4 separate regions of the Sus scrofa genome follow, and all the other regions are linked to region 3. A link is a contact called in public HiChIP or PLAC-seq data. All regions are on one chromosome and are shown on one strand. The core of a region is the stretch at or near the end of the contact, and the rest is flanking DNA. Distances in the headings are between cores, read along the strand shown. Region 1 overlaps ZNF438 (zinc finger protein 438). Region 2 overlaps ZNF438 (zinc finger protein 438). Region 3 has its middle 200 kb from the start of ARHGAP12. Region 4 has its middle 320 kb from the start of SVIL.

The links. HiChIP or PLAC-seq counts read pairs in DNA pulled down with a chosen protein or histone mark.
Region 1: an H3K27ac HiChIP or PLAC-seq map of skeletal muscle shows a contact between it and region 3, with 7 times the contacts expected there. The contact joins two enhancer-like sites. A contact is called at or near these places in 2 of 47 Hi-C or Micro-C datasets (embryonic fibroblasts and fetal skeletal muscle) and 1 of 2 datasets of contacts at active chromatin or transcription factors (skeletal muscle).
Region 2: an H3K27ac HiChIP or PLAC-seq map of skeletal muscle shows a contact between it and region 3. The contact joins two enhancer-like sites. A contact is called at or near these places in 6 of 47 Hi-C or Micro-C datasets (alveolar macrophages, embryonic fibroblasts, fetal skeletal muscle and 2 more) and 2 of 2 datasets of contacts at active chromatin or transcription factors (alveolar macrophages and skeletal muscle).
Region 4: a contact with region 3 is called in an H3K27ac HiChIP or PLAC-seq map of alveolar macrophages. The contact joins two enhancer-like sites. A contact is called at or near these places in 1 of 47 Hi-C or Micro-C datasets (embryonic fibroblasts) and 2 of 2 datasets of contacts at active chromatin or transcription factors (alveolar macrophages and skeletal muscle).

What each region holds. Positions count from the first base shown.
Region 1 is chr10:41,851,515-41,856,194 of Sscrofa11.1, forward strand. All of the region lies in intron 3 of ZNF438 (zinc finger protein 438), which reads right to left. Among named protein-coding and RNA genes, the nearest start is that of ZEB1, 160 kb to the right of the region's middle. Within about 2 kb of position 2,662, at least 52 of the 83 cell types and tissues checked have an H3K27ac peak or open chromatin away from gene starts, as enhancers often do. A contact at or near this core is called in fetal skeletal muscle and skeletal muscle, where this site is marked.
Region 2 is chr10:41,783,676-41,788,521 of Sscrofa11.1, forward strand. ZNF438 (zinc finger protein 438) reads right to left here. Exons shown (of 19, transcript XM_021064197.1): 8 at 1,216-1,324. Among named protein-coding and RNA genes, the nearest start is that of ZEB1, 230 kb to the right of the region's middle. Within about 2 kb of position 1,941, at least 4 of the 83 cell types and tissues checked have an H3K27ac peak or open chromatin away from gene starts, as enhancers often do. A contact at or near this core is called in fetal skeletal muscle and skeletal muscle, where this site is marked.
Region 3 is chr10:42,372,457-42,377,568 of Sscrofa11.1, forward strand. No RefSeq gene overlaps it. Among named protein-coding and RNA genes, the nearest start is that of ARHGAP12, 200 kb to the right of the region's middle. Within about 2 kb of position 1,380, at least 51 of the 83 cell types and tissues checked have an H3K27ac peak or open chromatin away from gene starts, as enhancers often do. A contact at or near this core is called in alveolar macrophages, fetal skeletal muscle and skeletal muscle, where this site is marked.
Region 4 is chr10:41,495,455-41,499,910 of Sscrofa11.1, forward strand. No RefSeq gene overlaps it. Among named protein-coding and RNA genes, the nearest start is that of SVIL, 320 kb to the left of the region's middle. Within about 2 kb of position 3,022, at least 16 of the 83 cell types and tissues checked have an H3K27ac peak or open chromatin away from gene starts, as enhancers often do. A contact at or near this core is called in alveolar macrophages, where this site is marked.

The DNA.
Region 1 (4,680 bases), core at 1,412-3,911, 520 kb before region 3:
GGATGGATATTCAATGTCTAACTAATCAGTTATTAGCATTTAAATCAAGTGTATGCCTATCATGAGAATTCTCAATACAGGTCACCTGTGAACAACCCAGGGGGTTGGGGCCCTGACCCTCCTGGAAAATCCGGGTGTGCTTTACACTGGGCCTTCTTTATCTGTGGTTCCTCCATATCCATGGCTCAACCAACTGATGACCACGAGTTAACTGTATTTATTGTAAAAAAAATTTGCAATTCAGTGGGCCCTCGTAGTTTAAACTCATGGTTTTCAAGGGTCAACTGTATATACAAGAGTTTTTAAAATTATAACAACAGCATGTAAGTTCAATACTCTTATTTCTTATCACAAATAAAGTGCCTGAGGCACAGAGAGGCTAAGGAAGTCTTCCAAAGTCACAGAGCACCAGCCACCAAGGCCAGCCTCTTTCATTGACATCATAATTCTCTCCTTACCGTCAAAAAACAAGGAACTGTCACAGGATGTAGCAAAGAGGAGCCCAGATGGGCACAAATTATTGCTGCTCAGCTCTCCCTGTGGCTGGTCCTTCCACCTCCGGGGGCCCAGGAGGATGTGGGGAAAATGGTGCCGCAAAATCACCATTTCATTTCATCCACACCCCCGCTGGTTGCAAAGTGTTATTAGATGCTCCTGGTGAGGACCCTGCACGAGGTGAACCAAGGCTGTGAAATCCTTGCAGTTCAGAAACCTGTTTGGCTCAACTCCTTTCCTCAGACATATTTCGTGATGGTGTCCCTTTCTGAGGAGCATCTAACGCCTCATGTTTCTGCAGAAGACAGTTCTGAAATCACCGAGCTGCAGAAAAACCACAAAACAATACATTCTGAATCAAGGCCACTCTGTTCCAGGTGGTTCCCCCCGGTGGGGGGGAAGGGGGATACCTGGAGTGGAGTGGTCGCAGCCTGACCTCACATCCAAAACAGAAACTGTAGGAACCAGTTTCGCATTAACTTAAGGAAAGTCTGATTACTCATCAGGCCACCAGATATTTAGGGAACCCCACGGGACAGGCACTGGGCTGAGTGTGGAGACTGTCCATGAACAGAAAGGTGGTTTCTGCCTCTGGAAGTTCAGAGTGGAATAGGGACGATGAATGTTGCCCAATTGGACCTGTCATGAGTATTGAAGAAAAAAAAAAAACTGCCAGGTGCTACAGGAACACTGAATAGAAAGACCTTATGTGGGAGCTCCCGTCATGGCACAGAGGAAATGAATCTGACTAGGAACCACGAGGTTGTGGGTTCGATCCATGCCTCACTCAGTGGGTTAAGGATCTGGCGTTGGTGTGACTGTGGCATAGACTGGTGCCTACAGCTCCTATTCTACCCCTACCCTGGGAACCTCCATATGCCACAGGTGCGGCCCTAAAAAGGACAAAAGACAAAATAAATAAATAAATAAAATAGGAAGACCTTATCTTATCACCGTAGAAGTGATACTTCATGTGAGGCCTAAAGAATAAATAGGAGAGGAGTTCCCACTGGGGCACAACAGGATCTGCAGCATCTCTGGAGCTGGGACTCAGGTCTCAGCACTGGCCCACACAGTGGGATAAAGCATCTGTCACCGCCACACTTGTGATATAGGTTGCAACTGTGGCTCGGATCTATCTGATCCCTGGCCTGGGAACTCCGTATGCCGTGGGGTGCCCCCCCCCCCAAAAAAAAGAATGAACAGGAGGTAAACCCATTTGGGGGGAATCCAAACAGAGGCACCCTCATCAGCAGGGACCTTCTCCTGGTGAGCTTCTGCCCCTGCTTCCTCTACTTAGATGCCTTCCCCCTGTACAGGTAGCTTTGAGGACCCCCCACCCTCAATTCCTGTCAACAGCTCTTATCACCCAGAGTCCTGGTTAGCTGTTTACGTCTACACAGCATCCCTGGCAAATTGGCCCCCCCTTGAGTCCTGTTTCTTTATCCTCCCAGTCTGTCTAACCCACTGCTATCTGGTTCACAGGCCATGAAATGTCTATGAAGGGAAGAAGGGCAGGAAAGAAGGAAAGAGAAGGCAAAGCACTGAACCAACACCTCGCTGCATCCACAAGTTCCTTCTCCAGATGTCATGGATTTTGTCAAATAAAAAGGACAGCAGTTACACTCAAGGGTCTCAGGAATAACCAGCCCCCATCCCCTTCACACATTAATTTAGCGTCCAAACATTGGTGTGAGGCTGGGGAGGCAAATGATGAATAAGATGCAATGTGTGTGTTCAGGGAGCTGAAGACCTAGTGGTGAAAACTCAACGGAAATGCAGGTCTTTCTTTCATCCTTCTGGATGAAAACAGAAAAGGCTGGAGGTCTACGGTGCAGGGACGATGCCGGCCTTGTCTGCTGGCTTTAAAACAGCAGAAAGGTAAAGCTGGATTCCTCGCTCTTCTCGCAACAAATTTTCCCGCGCATTCACTGGTTCTGCGCAGCAAAGGTTCAAGAGCCTCCAAACCGCCTGTCCCGAGAAGGGGGGGGCCACGGGTTGCCAGCTTCCTCCTTGCAGGGCCGGGTCCGGTCCAATCCCCCCGCAGACCCTGGATGCACCCGCGCGCCCCCTCGGCCCTGGCTTCTCCGCACTACACGACGTCACTTGGGTCACGTGGGCGACCCCCCCCCCAGCCCCTGCCACGCCGGACTCAGCTGCTCGGCCCCAGATCTGGGGAACTGGTGGGGGGCGGACGGGCGGCGCGTCTGCTTGGCCCCTGCCGGCCCCCTCCCAGAGCCGGCGGGGAGCTGGGGGCTCTGGTGAAATCGGAACCCGGGCTCTAAATGAAGGGGAGCAGATGTCCCTGTGTTGCTGGGAGGCCTGGGTGGCCTGCTGTTCAGGCGGCGATCGCGGGGGCGCTGACCTTCCGGGGCCGCTGTCAGTCTCGGTGCAGATGGCCCGCCCGCCGCCCTGCCCGCTCCTCCGCGTGGGGACCGCGGCAGCCGGCGGGTCTGCGGCCGGAGGGAGCCGTCTGCGTGGGGGGGCGGAGAGGGGGCCCGAGGGGATCGGGCCGGCGGGGAGGGCCGGCCCCGCGCACAAAGGAGCCCCGGCGGCGGCCCCTCGGAGGACAATGCAGCCCCGGGGCGCGGGGGGCTGCGCCTGGCCGGCCGCCGCGCTCCAGCTGCCTCTTCACAACGAGGCTTGCAAACGTGCCCACTTGATTCTAAATCCTCTTAGGCGCTCTCCGTGTGAACCGGGAAGGGGGTGGCCCTCCGATCCTTTGCAATCCCAGGCCTGGAGCCCAGGCGCTCAGCCAGCGTGTGCACCACGCATGCAAATAGAGTCAGCGTCTAGAAGAAATAGGCAGTCTTTCTGCGTCGTCACCAGCCTCGTGCAAACACCCTGATCTGGCCTTTTGGTGCCACGCGGGGTCCTTAAAAATTTTCAGGGTGTTTTCCCTGGAAGAGACTTCCTGTTAAGTGTTCAGAAAAGCCAGCTGAGCTGTGCTGTCATTAGTCACCCAGGTATTTACACTGTTTTTCCCATTTCCTTTCTCTCTTGGCCTCTGTGGTCAGTGGTATAAAATTCCTAGGAACTCCCACCTAAACACCAGCTTCCTGTTTATTCACCCGGTGGCTTTAATGTTTAGCTGTTGAAAGCAGTTGACCAAGGCTCTAGAAAAGGACCAGCGGAGGTTTGCAGGTGAATAGAAAAAAGGAAAAAAAAAAAAAAAAAAAAAAACCCAACCCCAAATCCAAATGGGTAGGTCAAAGGTCTGGGTTCATTTTTAATCACTTATGTCAGAATCACAGGGGGAAAAGGTAAAAGTGAAGTGTAATTTGATGCCTGAGATCGTGGTTGAGTTTCATTTGGCCCCTGTGTCCACAGGAACCTGTAAAATATGATCCACTAAACTATGAAAGTTTTCCTTTGCAGCAGTTAAAGGCCCTTCGCACCCCCGCCCCAAGTGGCATGACATTCTTTTGTTGTAGAAGGTTCAAGTTCGCAGGAAAGTGCCATTTGGTGTGCTCCAGTGTGCTTTACACCTCCCAGGGCTGTTCTGGCCTTGAGTTCCTGCAACAAAAGGTTGCATCCGTGCAGCTACCTGCATTGCAGCCTCTGTGTCCTGGAAAGAAAGGGCTTATCATCCTGCCCTTTTCTGATGCAGAATTTCCTGGATGACTCCCAGGGAGTGAATAGCTATTCCCTGACAGGACCCCTCTGGAATTCCCTGCATTAGAAGATAGCATCTTTCCTTGATGATCTGATCTCTTTAAAAAAAAAAAAAAAAAAAAAGTTTTCTGTGTATAAAGCTGAAATCTGTCTCCACTTAGGGAGCCAGGTAGAAGAAACCTAATTTTTCTCCTACATGATATTAACCTTCAGCTGTTTGGAGGCAGCTCGAATGTCTCCCCAGCGTCTTCTCCCAGCTAAACATCGGCAGCTCCTTCACCAGTTTCTCCCATGGGTCAGAGTCTGAGGCACCATCCTCGGTTATCTAGAGATGATTCTGTTGATCTAAGGCCCTTTGAAACTGAAAATGGTGCTTGAATCATGCGGAAGCTCAGCCCAGGAGGCAGCACTGGAGGAACATGACTTAAAACCAACAGGGAAAATCAGTCAACCCATGTCCAAGTTATTCAGACAAAAATAAATTTGGGTTTTCCACTTTCGTCTTTTTCTACTCTGTGGCAATCATGCCCAACTCTGTTATGAAGTCCAGGAAAGGAAGCTCGGAGACTT
Region 2 (4,846 bases), core at 691-3,190, 590 kb before region 3:
TCCAGTGCATCTTTGTCCTCAGCTTCCTCTGTCTCCAGTGACGGTGTCCTTCAGACAATGTAAATCTACATCCCCAAACTCCCCACACCCACTTTCTTGCTTGTGGTCTCCTCTCTGCCAAGGATAAATTCCCTACCTTCTGCTTTACTCTTCTGTTCTGCCTTGGATGGGATAGCACCTCCTCTGGGAAGTCGCCTCACTGTTTCTGCTTAGCACCATGCAATCCTTGATGTGAGAATCCATCATCTAATCTTGAAACTTATTTGACCCTCCTACTAAGTTGTAATCTCTTCTAGGTGGAAACCAAATTCTAGATCCTTGTGCCATCTTCACTGGATTATAGATTTTCAGTACATTTTTGGTGAATGAATAATAAATACAAAGATAAGTTGTGTAGTGTAAAAAAAAACATTAAATATTAGGAAATTTTTGCTATACTTTGTTCCTGATATCTTATATCTAGAATATCATGTAGCTTCTTTATCAGAGTCTGTACTTTCTAAAAATCTTTTTTGAGTTCTGGACTAGCACGTTGGCCAGGGAACAAATATAAGCAAAGACTTCAAGGTGAAAAATGAAATCCAAACCTCAGTTCTGCAAAATTAGTTATATTTGTAAAACAGGATGAGGGGGTGAAAATGACGATGATTTCAGGGGGAAAAAAGAGCAAGAGAGAGAACAAGGGAGGGAGGAGGAGAGAAAGAGAGAGAGAGAGATGATTAAAAATTAGATTGGCTGGTGAGAGACTGGAAATTTTCTTCCCATTCCCAAGAGGCTTATTTTTTTATCTTTCTTTCTCACACAGGAAAGCAGCACATTAGTTTCAAAGTTAAGTCTCATCACTAAGAAAAGGCATTCACAATATATGAATGATGACCAAGCATTTGGATTTTATTTATGAGAATAAAACTTTAAACTAATTAAACAATCATTTGTTCTCTTTTACAGACTGATGTTATTATAGGATATTACAATTTGACATCAACTTTTTACACTCTAAGTTCTGGAGACTTGGTTGACTATTTTAAAGTAAGAGCTGTGTTTATTGATATATTTGATTTTAGGAATTATGATCCTGCAGTTCCCCTGAGAGATTATGTTCTCTTCTTTTCTAAGACGAAGTCCTTAACAGGATGAGATCTTATCTTCCAGGAAACCATGAATTCACTGCGGAGGAGAAAGATTTGGATTTCGCTCTGGTAGAACGTGAAGTACCTTTTGAATTCTTTACTGTCTCTTCCAGTGATTTATCTTCTGCATGAAAATAATCTTTAGCATTTTTCAAGACAGATGAATTTATCTTTATAGAAACTGAACAGTTGTTCTGCAAGAAAACCAAAGAGAAAGGAAAACAAAATGATAGCTTTTGGGCAAGGCAACCGGGTCAAAAGAAGGTAAAAATGAAAAGAGTATCCTTGACTGAGAATCCAGGTGAAGCTTATGTCAAAACTCTTATTTTCAACAGTGAGGCGGTCATGAAAAAGTTGAAATTGTTGTCTTGTTTCCAAATAAATGTTGAGATTGTAAATTCTACATTATGAAAATGGAATCTGGAAATAAAATCCTAAACAATTGAAAATTTAAAGACTATGTTTCTTTCCTCAAATTTGCCTTGCCTTTTAACATTGAGTTTGGATCCCTCTGCTACTTTCTCTCAGTAAATAAGCTACCCTAACTCCCAGATAATATTAAAAATATAACTGCAGAGAAAGGAAACAATATTGGAAGTTAGAGTGCTTCAAGCAAAACCAAATTATAGTGCTTCAATAATCAGAAGAGTTTTTTTAAATTAAATCATAGGTCTTTATTAACAAAATAAAAGCTTTAGCTTTTTACACAGGGACAGAGAAAATGTGAGTGTAGGACCCACATTGTCCCGCTGTCACCTTGACAGACAGAGATGGTTATTAACAAGAGTGTAATACAGGCATACGGAGTCTGGAATTCTGTCTCTGTTAAGATTTAGATCCTGCCAGTGGGTAGCAGCTGTTTTAAATTTAAGAGGACAGGAGTGAGTTAGCGACATTTTGTAAGAAATAAATGAGCCCTCAGCGCACACCAATTGCTGGTAAATTCAGAAAATGATAAACATTCTTCCTTGAGCAAGAAAGCTAGATCGGAAACACACCTGCAAAGATTTATTTTCAAAACAGAAAAGATGTTGCTGTGCAACTGAAATGGTCTATTTTCACCGCTCCCCCCAGTCTCTCCTTTGGGATCATCTCCTGATTTCAATTGCGTTCATAAAAATCTGAGAGATTTTGATGAAACTAAGACAAAACTCAAAACTTCACAACTCGAAAGTGTTCCTTTGTAAAACCGAAGTCAATTTCCATTAACATTGACTCAATGTAATTTTCTTCTTTTGGTCTGTGCATTATTTTTCCCCCATGAAAATAGCATCCACATTTTAAAAAGGAAACAACAAAAATCAAACAAAAAACCTTAAAAAACAATCAAGAAATGTACCGAAAACTGAATAGTTCTTAAGACATACAATACAGGGGCTGCTGACACCATATTAAAAATAGATAAGTCTTGGAGTTCCCTAGTGGCTCAGCGGGTTATGGAGCCAGTGTTGTCACTGTAGTAGCATGGGTTCGATCCTTAGCCCCAGGATCCTCTGCATTCTATGATCATGCCCCCCCTCCCCAAAATTGATAGTGGGTCTGGCACTTTATACTATGACTGGCATTCTAGAGAGTTGGTGAAAAACTTTAAACAAATCTCTTCTTTAAATCAATTGTGTGAAGTTTTAAACTAACAACTTTCTAGTGTTTTGAAATATCACGGAATTGATATAAATGAGAAAATTTGTATTTAATAAACCTAATTTAAAGAAAAGTAAAATCCCTCAAGTTGCCATTTTAATTTCCTGAAATAGATCCTCTTGCTTGTCACTTAACACCCTATAAACTACGTGCATTTCTTAGTTGCTTATCTTTAAATCATAGCTCAGGAACACTTAGGAAAAGAAGAATCTATATTCAGAGGTAAAGTGAAAGATGAAAATACAAGGTAGTAATGGAGACTATACTTAATATAAGCAAACGACAATTCTGTGCCATGATTTTCTTCTAAAATTAGATGATAATCATCAAACTGCCTCTTTATTTTTGTAGTGTTCAAAATTGTGTGGGGTTTTGACACCATTAATCATGAGTATCACACACACACACAGAAACCACATAGGCTAAGATAAATAAACTGATAATAAAATGCACTTTAGGTCACTTTCAGGCTACATAATCCAGCAAAATACAGTATTTTCTCAAACAAATTTAGCCTGAGGTTTATACAACTACTGTTTTTCAGTAAAAAGGATATCTATCAGTCACTCCTTATTATGAAAATTTGGGTTATAGCAGCGAAGGTGCAAAACAGTGGTGAAATAATTTCCATTATCAGAGTTTACATTACTGCTTTAGACCATGGCGAGAGGATGACCGAAAAAAAATCCTTTGTGATCATGATCCTAAATGCCCAATCATTCCTCCCAACCCACAAAAATATCAGAACCTAGAATTGAAACAACAGAAAAAAACAAATGAGGAAAAAGCCCTCAGGGTGCCGATTCCATCCTGTACTCCTCTCCTTGTGACAGGTTTTTTTCTTCCTTCTGTTTTGATATTGAAAAAAAGAATCTGTCGCACGATATTATTTCTATAGAAAACTTGAGTCAGCATGTGGTCTCCCCCTTACATAGCACAATCCTTGGTAGCAAAGGATGTATTTTACTTACCTGTCTGCCAGTATTTTCCCGTGCACAGAGAAGATCCTTAAAATACAATTGAAAAAACATACAAACATACAAATAGAACATCTTGTCCTTAATCGCAAGGACAGAGTAACAGCTGCTTTGAAGGGGAGGATTCAAGCAAAGCTAAACCATAGAAAGCAGTTGCCAAATCCTTCAGCTATTGCCTTGAATGAGCCACATGATAACCTTTGATGTCTAGTTCAAGTCTTAAATCTGTGGGAGCAAGGCTCTTAGAAGCCCTGAAGCCCCAAACCATGGAAATCCAATTTTGACTTAAATAAAAAGCATTTTGTTGGAAATGGTTTCATACATTAAGAATCTTTGATGCATATCTTCCACTAATTTGTCTTTAATCTTCTGGAAAAAGAAATAATTTTGATATAATCTACCTCACAAAACAAAAGGCAGTAACGCTAAAGTACGCAAAAGTAATTATTGCTGCTAATTAAATGTTGGAGAATTTAAAAACTCTGTGAAGAGACATTTAAGGAGATAGGAGAAGCAACAATTTTTAGCCTATCAGAGTTCTGAAATGCATACATATCCTCAGAAAATCTAGTTTAATTAATAGTAAATTTAGCCATTACATATTTTGATATCTTGCAAATATTTTTAAGTGTGTGAAATTAAAGTTTGTATTACAGAATAAATGCTGATTTTCAAAAAATAGACTTACTTTAGATCTGTTAAGCATTTTTAATCATTCAACAAACGTCAATCACATGCTCTTGCAAGATACTGACTGTGTAGTAAGACACTGATTTTCAAGGATCTTTCAGGTCAATAGAGGTGATGAAATAGTAGGAAAAAAGTAATAATAATAGTAAAAGATATAAAACTCTAAGTTTTGTTCAATTTCAGTTATAAGTGCTATATTTACATATGTAAATATAAATGTAATATATAATGTAATAATAAACATAGATACATTTCAGCAATAAATATAAGTTCTATATTTACATTATAAATTCTATATATTATATTTACATTGGGCAATTCAAATTACATAAAATTATTAATAGTAAATTAAATAATATAAATAAATTTCAGCTATAAGTTCTATATTGACAAGTTCTATATTTAGAT
Region 3 (5,112 bases), core at 130-2,629:
ATGCGCGGAGGGCGCCCATCTGGTTTCTTCACATGTGCGATTATTTACAGAGTGTATCTGCGCTTGGGAGACGACACTTTCCCCATTTCTTAAACTCATCCTATACAGGTTTTCTGTCCTTTTCCCTTTGTGGACAGCGCCTCCAGGGCAGAGTGAAGACCCTCATAAGTTCTCTATGTTCCTGCCTAAAGGGGGGGGGGGGGGGGCGGCGGAGATGACACCTTCTTTGAGTGGGGGTGGGGATCACCCATCTCTGGCATCCGCGTTCAGTCCAGCGGTCCAGTGTGCCTGCCGCAGGATGGCGAGGTCGGATACCCCATGCTGTGTTCTGAACACACTGGAAGCTGCCTTGTCACCCCCAGAGCCACCAAGTTGTGCCCATAAGCCCCAACAGCAGCTGCGCAGCATCCCCCGGGAAAGCAGGAGCTGCTTTGCCTCCTTACTTTGCCTCTTAAACTCCCCACTCAACTCTTTGCTGGCCGAACATGCCTTCCACGTGGTCAGCGAAACAGAGAAAAAGCCCAGAGTTAGGCTCCCACCTGGCATCCTGGAGACTGCAGGCCACTGTCAGAGGCCACACTCGTCCCTCAGGGATGGGGTGGGGAGGGGAGGCTCACTCCCAGGGGGTGACTGGACTTCCCTGGGGTGGGGGACAAACACCCAGGGCCCAGGGACGTCTGCCCTCTCCCTCCTGCCTTCTCAAAAGCGACCCTGCCCTTAAATAATCAGGACTTCTGTTTCTTGGGGGGAGTCTCGCTTGGCTTAGAAGGTGGTTGTTTTTTCTCTTCCACTTTAATGAACCAAGTATTTGGGAAATTAGCTCACAGAGTCATGCCAGCGCCACCAAATTAGAGCCATCTGTACAGATAAAACACTTAGGAGCTTTTGTGCCACTGCGGGCGAGATGTATGGCTCATTCAGTCTCCGAGGGCGCACTTTCGCCCTGAGTTTCTTTTTTTTCCCCCCCTAACACAGAAGAAGCTTCAGTCAGCAGCGTAGGAAACAGGAAGGAAGCCGTTGTTTTAAATAGCAGACGGCAGAGAATTGACTCATTATGGTCTGTTCATTCAGCCAGTGACAGCCAGAAGGCAGCCCGCTCCGCCCCCACATTCCCAAGACGCAGGTCAGGGGGCACGGTCGGGATTTTCTCACAGAGTCTGGAAGAATCCCGGGCAAGCCCTTTGGAAAAGAACTGGCGAAGTCCAAGGTTTCTGTCTTGCCAGGGATAGAACATGTCCAACCTGAACGTCTTGAAGATAATGAGACAAACACAAGAACGCCAGTAAAATCCTACAAGAATACCCGGAAGTTAGACATCCTGTGTTTCCCTTCCTCATCCTGATTTACTCCACCGTGTAGGGCCCACACGCTTTCAAGCCTCCTTTCTCATCTTGGCAACCGTCTATTTTCACTTCTCTGGGCTGGAGAGTCCTTGGCTCAGGGCCGTGAGGCAGCACGAGGGGGTGGCCTCTGCAGGGACAGGGGCCCCTCTGAAAGACAGGAAGAGTCCCCCCCCACCCCAGCCACCGATCCACCCTGGCCCAGGGCTGCTGCTGGGCTCAGGAGCCCACACGTTAATCTGTCTCAAATCCACCATTGTGACAGCCAAGCACACAAATTCGTCCACCCAGAGCCTTCGTGACCTCTGGATTTCATTCTTTTTTAAGTGTCTTGTGTTGTTTTTGATGTTCAGATTGGAATCCAGGTGTCTGATGGCACCTGAAGGAGATGAGAACATTAGGCCCTGGGCTACCCCAGCTCACACCTCCCTCCAGTGTTGGTGTTTCCTTAGTCCCAGGAGAACCAGGGTCACCACCTAATCTCCAACAGATGAGCCTGGGGGCCTTGACCCTGCCCTGCCTAAATTCTCCATCCAAGCCTCCCCAGCTGGGAAGGCCCACAGTCCCATGGCTCATCGGCCCTGAGCATCATGCCCCCCAACCCAGGCAACATCTGTCATGGCTCAGAGAGCCAGGTGGGCTCCTGTTTACACCTGAAACCGATGCTGATTCCTGTCAACAACAGGAGTGATCAAAACATTACTCCAAGAGTGATGGTTGTGGCTCAGCAGTAACGAACCCAACTAGCATCCATGACGATGCAGGTTTGATCCCTGGCCTCGCTCAGTGGGTTAAGGATCTGATGTTGCTGTGAGCTGTGGTGTACGTCACAGATGCAGCGCAGATTTCACGTTGCTGTGACTGTGGCACAGGCTTCAGCTGCAGCTCCGATTCACCCCCTAGCCTGGGAATTTCCATATGCCACAGGTACAGCCCTAAGAAGCAAAAAAAAAAAAAAAAAAAAAAAAAAAAGCGTTACTCCAAATGTTAGAACCCTGGAAACTCATGGCCGCAGGGTACACAGCATCTTCAAGTGGAAATGTTTCCCTGCTTTGGCCTCTTTCTAGAACATGCCCCACAGTTCAGGTTCCCAGTATATTCAGGAGGTGAGCTGAAATCCTGGAGACTGAGGATGGGGAAAGCCTTCTCCATGTTCATTTTCTTCAAAGCCATTTCACAAGCCTACAGGTGTCAGTATAAGCCAAAGAATGGATCTTGTCACAGATGAAAAGTTAGAGTGATCCTATCATTTATTGAATAAATCTGGACACTGATGAGAGTGACAAGGAAAACTATTAGGAATTGTGCCCAAACCCCAAGGATAAAGGGTTCCAGGCAAACTGGGTCGTACAGTCACACTATAAACTGTGACCATACTGTTCAAATTGGTGCTGGCTCCAAGGCTGGACAGCCATTTGGTTTCTTTGGGAGTTTTTTGATTGGTTTTGGTTTTTATTTTCTTTTTCAGCCCTACCTGTGGCATATGGAAGTTCCCAGGCCAGGGATCAAATCCAAGCCAGAGCTGCAACCTACGCTGCAGCTGCAGCAGCACCAGATTCTTAACCCACTGCACCCAGCCAAGGACTGAACCGGCACCTCCACAGAGACAAGCCAGATCATCCACCCACTGCGCCACAGCGGGAACTCCCTTTTTGTTGTTGTTGTTTTTTGGCCGCCCTGCAGCATATGGAGTTTCCTGGGCCAGGGATCAGATCCAAACCATATTTGCAACAATGCCAGATCCTTAACCCACAGTGCCAGGCCTGGTGTCTTTTTAATACAACATTCAAGTGACCCTAAGTTGAATTGGTAGAGGAGGTTGAGAAGGGTAAAGAAGATGGGGCTCAGCCACCACAGCTTGCTGACAGAAATGTGGGGGTCAGGGATGGGGGAGAAAGGGGAGTCATTCATCCCAGAAAAAGGGAGCTCTGCTACAGCTTGGAGAAAACCAGGTTCCTTTTCTTGTCTAAGCTGCTAGCTGCTCTCTGCAAAGTAACTGAGTTCTGCCAGTGTCCCGTCTAGCCTCAAAACCCAGCGGAATCCTGAGTCCTGAGGTTGGATTCTCAAGCCAGCCTCTGTGGCATCTATCAGAAGACAGACAGGTCTGCCCCACTCACTGGTTCTTGGCTTTTGGTCTGAAGATCCAGGCAGAAGGCCTTCTCCACCACCCTTTGTTTTTTTTTTTTTTTTTTGTTTGGGGGTGGGTTGTTTGTTTGTTTGTTTCCTTTTTCTTTTTATGGCCATACCTGCGGCATGTGGAAGTTCCCAGGCTAGCAGTCAAATCAGAATCGGAGCTGCAGGTGCCACTTACACTACAGCCACAGCAACGCAGGACTTGAGACGTGTCTGCAACCTCACTGCTCAGGGCAACGCTGGATCCTTAACCCACTGAGCAAGGCCAGGGATTGAACCCGCATCCTCATGGATCCTAGTCAGGTTCATGACCACTGAGCCACCATGAGAACTCCCTCCACCATCCTGTCTAACTGACACAGCGGCAGATTCCCTGCTCCAGATGTTCTTGTCCTGAGCAAGGCTAGAGGCTGAGATGCCCTCTCCTTCTAGGCCTCCCATTAACACCGCCGGCTAGCAGGTTTGTAAAAGACAGCTTTTTCAGAGGCAAGTTGTCTGAAGTAATTATAATTTAACTTTTCTCTCCTCAGGCGCCCCTCCGCCCAAGTGAAAACGTTTTGACCATTTGATGGGAATGCCTTCATTCACTTGAAAAAGGTTATTCATTTCATGGGCAGAAACACTCAACTGGCCTCCAAAACAGTATTCTGTAACAGGCCTTATCCTCAACCTTGAGGCAAAAATGATATGGAAACAACATTGAAATTATCCAACTGGTTTGAAGATATAATTATTCTTCTAGAAACAGGGTACATGCCTGCAGGATCCAAGAAAACTCCTTTATATTTCATAACAGTACTTGGGGGGGGGGAGAATCCCCTTTGTAGCCATAAAAAGAAACAAGGAACAAGCATATGTTTCATAGTCTCATATAAATATGACTGAATAATAGAGTAGAACCTAAAACCAGTTTTTCTCTAGAGTTAATTCTCTCACATTGCTCTTTCATTTCCCCTGGGTAAAGTTTTGTTGGTGGCCGTTATCACAGTCTCTTATTAGATTTTGCTTTGTTCTTATGTTTATTTCCATCATGGTGTTCCATAAAGTTTTGATAAATATATAAGGTCATAAGAAGCATCAAATTCTACTAATAAATATAAATGGCTTAAATTTTCCCAAAGCCTCAAATTAAACTGAAAAGCAAAATCTAAAATGTTTCTGCTTATGAAATTTATATCTAAAACATAAGCAATGACATCCTGCTGTATTAGCACAGGGAACTATACCCAGTGACTTGGGATGGAACATGATGGAGGATAATGTAAGAAAAAGAATATATATATATAATTGGCTGGGGCACTTTGCTATACAGTAGAAACTGACAGAACACTTTAAATCATCTATAATGGGAAAAAATTAAAATCATAAATAAATAAATAAATAAATAAATAAATAGAAGAGGAGCTCCCGTCATGGCTCAGTGGAAACGAATCTGACTAGCATCCATGAGGATGTCGGTTTGATCCCTGGCCTTGCTCAGCAGGTTAAGGATCTGGCATTGCCATGAGCCGTGGTGTAGGTCACAGACACAGCTTGGATCTGGTGTTGCTGTGGCTATGGTGTGGGCCAGTGACTACAGGTCCGCTTCAACCCCTAGCCTGGGAATCTCCATATGTTTAGGCCCTAAAAAGACAAAAAA
Region 4 (4,456 bases), core at 1,772-4,271, 880 kb before region 3:
GTGCACACAGGTGGACAGATTGTGGCTGACAAAGGGGGGGGTGACACCAGATAAGGCCGGTCGTACACAAGGCCGGTCACCCGCACCCTCTGTGCCGTGGCTCCGTCTGAGGAAACGTGGAGGCTCAGGGATGGTCCCGCTGCGCCTGCGTGATGCTGGCGGAGTTCCGCCCACCCCTCCAGCTCTCGAGCGGGGGCTCCTCTCTTACTGGAACAAGACCCCCTTCTGAGTGGTGAGGACACAACCAGTATCGGACAAACAACTTACTGCCACCAGGATCCCAAGCTATTTTATGGGGCTAAGTGGATCATTTGTTTTCCAACTTAGGATGAATTCCATAATAAACAAAACGCCTCCGATCCAGTTGTGAAAACTTTCCAAATGAGGTAGTCATAAATGTTCTTGAGAAAACCCCCTGTGCTCAGCTGGCCCTTGCTCCCCCGCCCCTTCCCCACTTCTCCAGATCATCTGATCATACATGGAACTGCTGAGAAGTTCCCTGACCCCTGCCTTCGTGACTAACAACTTTGTAGTGTAATTATATCAGAGACAGAATAGAGTATATCGTACAAATCCTTACACTCCTGGTAAGAATTCTGCTAACAACTGGCTAACATTCTTCAACAATCACAGTTTTTCTTTCTCTGATAACAAATGTTATGCATGCTTATTCTAGAAGATTCAGACAAATGTCAAGAAAAACCAACACTCCCTCACTCTCACCTACAGAGATAACCACTGTTCAGGTTTTAGTGATCTTTTTCCCCCCAGCTTATATAATATATTCTTCTTCCTTCCCTTTTTACCACTTTGCCTGCAGCATATGGAGGTTCCCAGGCTAGGGGTTGAATCAGAGCTGTAGCGGTCAGCCTCTGCCGCAGCCACAGCAATGTGGGATCTGAGCCGCCAACTGCAATTTATGCCACAGCTCATGGCAACATCAGATCCTGAACCCACTGAGTGAGGCCAGGGATCGAACCTGCATCCTCACAGAGACTATGTTGGGTCCTTTACCCACTGAGCCACAATGAGAACTCCAATAAATCTTTTTTTTTTATATGAAACTGAGGTTATACAACATATGCTTTTTCAGTGGCTCTTTGCATCAAACAATGTATCAACCACGTGCTCCCTGACATAATTTCCAGGGCTGTTTAACATCAGGTTGCACGGATGCCCCAACACATTTAAGCAACCCCCTGCTACGCTAGACATTTGAGAGCATAAGGGATGCTGTGCTCAGCCAACCTCCAAGGAAGCTCTTCCTGAGGACAAATTCCTGGAAGTGAAATGGCTGGGTCAGAGGACACAGGTTTTAATACTTATGGCCAAACTGTCTTTCCCAAGTTTCCTAGCAGTGTATGTACCTTCCCAGGCAGCGTGGACAAGTGTCCATTTCCCCAGACACTTACCATACATGAGTGCCGGTTTCTTCTTGGTTCTTACGTTTTCCGTGCCATGAGCCATGTTGAACCCAATGAGATTCATCTTCCGAATCCATCACCATCCTGGGGAGCCTACGTGACACACAAAAGACAGCGCTTCTGAAATGACCAAGGACATGCAGGGCAGGTTTAAATGTGAACTGAAGGATGAATTAGGGTTTGCAAACTAAATAATGACACCAGGCTATATTGCTGACACAGCAGGGACGACAGCTTTGAGTGCAGCCCTGCCCATGTATTTATTTATCATTTATTTATTTTCCTTTTAGGGCTACACCTGCGGCACATGGATGTACCTGGGCTCGGAGTCGAGTCAGAGCTGCAGCTGCTGGCCTACACCACAGCCATGGCAATGCTGGATCTGAGCCGCATCTGCGACCTACAACGCAGCTTGTGGCAAAGCCGGACCCTTAACACAGTGAGCGAGGCCAAGGATCAAACATGCATCCTCATGGACACGAGTCGGGCTCTTAGCCAGCTAAGCCACAGTGGGAACTGCCCATGTGTTTAAAATAACCTATGTATTCCATTTAGAATGGATAAGCAATGAGGTCCTACTGTACCACAAACTATGTCCAGTCTTTTGGGGTAGACCATGGCGGAAGATAAGAAAAAGAATGTATACATATGTAGGACTGGGTCACTTTGTTGTATAGCAGAAATTGACACGATATTATAAATCAACTATACTTTAATAAAAAAGAAAATTACATAACCTATTAGTCAGTGATAATGTCCCCGTGACTTGTCACTCTTTCCACCCGGTTGTTGGTAGCACTGACCTTGGACGTGGCAGGGGTTCACTCCAAGCTTTGTATCTCCTAGGCCTCACCCCATGTCCCCAGCTTGGCAGGGCTTCCCCGAGCTAGGGAAGAAGGGCTGAGACTCTGCCATCTGTCAAGGTGAAGGGTCTGTGGACTGACTCAGGCCCAGGGGACAGCCATGGTATTGGATGCAGGAAAACGTCAGTGACTCATCTTTCTCTGCTCGGCCAGGCAAGATGGCAGCATCCGCCTCAGGTAAAGGAACCTCATTTGAAATTCACCCCAAGTCCCCAGTGCCTTCACCAGTTCCTTCCGCCTGAGAAGTGGTCTGCGGTTTGTCACATTGGGCCATCGTGTGGGGCCACGGCAAGTTGCAGCTCTGGAATTTAATCATCATATTGAACAACTCATTTCTAAATTGGGCTGGTGATCAAGACAGTCTTACAAGAATATGAATCGTTGGATGTTTGCAGCCAGAGGATACGGAACAGCCCGGATTTTATGGCTCATTCTAGATAATGGTGACACATGGCTGAGAAATGCTTCTGCTTCCTAACGCCGTAAATTGGATGGTGTTTATTATAATGCAGCTAGAGCAGAGACACTTTATCATAAGAGCTGCTGCCCCCATATGGCAAATCATTACTCAGCGTATACTTGATAAATTGGTCATCATTCATAGGCAGAGAAGCTGATAGAGCCCCGTTTTATTTGCAGGAGAGCAGGCAATATGTTATCTTCCTGGGCTGATGTTTTTTCCACCAGAAATGTTATGCTGCTTCCTGTGCGTTGCTGAGCATTGTGTCAATGTCATGGGTCACGTGGGCATTAATGCCCAGCGTGGAGGAGGAACCATGGCTGAGCTCAACAGTCTTTTCAGAGGAGGTCCTTAGAAAGAGATTTTCATCTGCAAATTTAATCTCTCACTCCCCAGATGGAAAAAGAGAGAGGAAGGAATGATGGCCATGAGTAACTTTGTTCCCCAAAGCTGGCCAGGCCACGAAAGACAAGTCACAATGACTTCTAAATACAGGAAGGCAATGGTGGACTGTGGTTTGGTTGATGGTGGGAGGCTGGGCTCCCAGACGTGGCCCCCACAGGGAACTTGGCAAGCACTCCCTGGTGATGGAAATCTTTCCCAACCGAGAACGTGGTATTGCTGCAGGGGACAGAGCTGTGCTGCATCCACAGAGCTGCTGTCACAAGGCAAACTGGTCCGGGCCATGGTTCCTGACTCCATTCGCCAGCAGCATGAGTCAGTACAGCACGTGGTCAAGTGACAGGGGGCTAAAGGTCCTCAGACACAGCAGTCAGGCCGGTGTGAGCTGTGAGTGGACATTACTCACGAGGTCCCAGACACCCCTGGAGCCACAAAGACGCTTCCCAGCATCTAGAACTTTCCAAGGTCTAGTGATACCCTTGGCCACACAACAGCCTCTCTGAGTCACCAGAGTAACTCACCTTGAAGTCACCTATGGGTATTTACTGAGTCTCAGCAGCAAGCCCAGTGTGGTGATAGGGGAGGCAGGGGCACAGGTGGGCCACAGCTAGGGAACCACAATCGCCTTCGCAGCGTTGTTCCTGTCTTCAGATGCTCTCGCAAACACTGTCTCGAGGGGATGCGACCAGGTGAGCAGGTGAGCTTGCAAATTCCAGTTCCACCACGAGTGGGCACCCTCGGCCTCCTCCCTGGTGCCTCTAGGCATCCATTTAATCTTCCAAAAAGGAGAGTCCACGCTGGTCCCTATGCAGCTGGGTTTCCACAAGGATCCAGGGCATCCTCCATGACAAGCAATGGGATGCTGGCCGTCACCACCCACCATCCCTGTGTCACAGAAGGAAATACTGGCCAAAGGGCACAGAGAGCAGAATGTAAAAAACGTTACTGTTTTTTGTTTGTTTTTTGTCTTTTTGGGGTGCACCTGTGGCATACAGAGGTTCCAGGGCTAAGGGCTGAATTGGAGCTGCAGCTGCCAGTTTACACCACAGCCACAGCAACACCAGATCCAGCTGCATCTGTGACCTTCACCACAGCTCACAGCAATGCCAGATCTTTAACCACTGAGAGAGGCCAGGGATGGAACCTGCATCCTCATGGATACTAGTCAGGTTCATTACCACTGAGCCATGACGGGAACTCCAGGTTTCCATCTGCCTTCACACACCCTCCTGGGCAATTTGTGAGGATCACCTGCCCCCAGTGAGGAGACTCAAGGCAGGCTTCTCACTATTTGTCACTCCTGATAT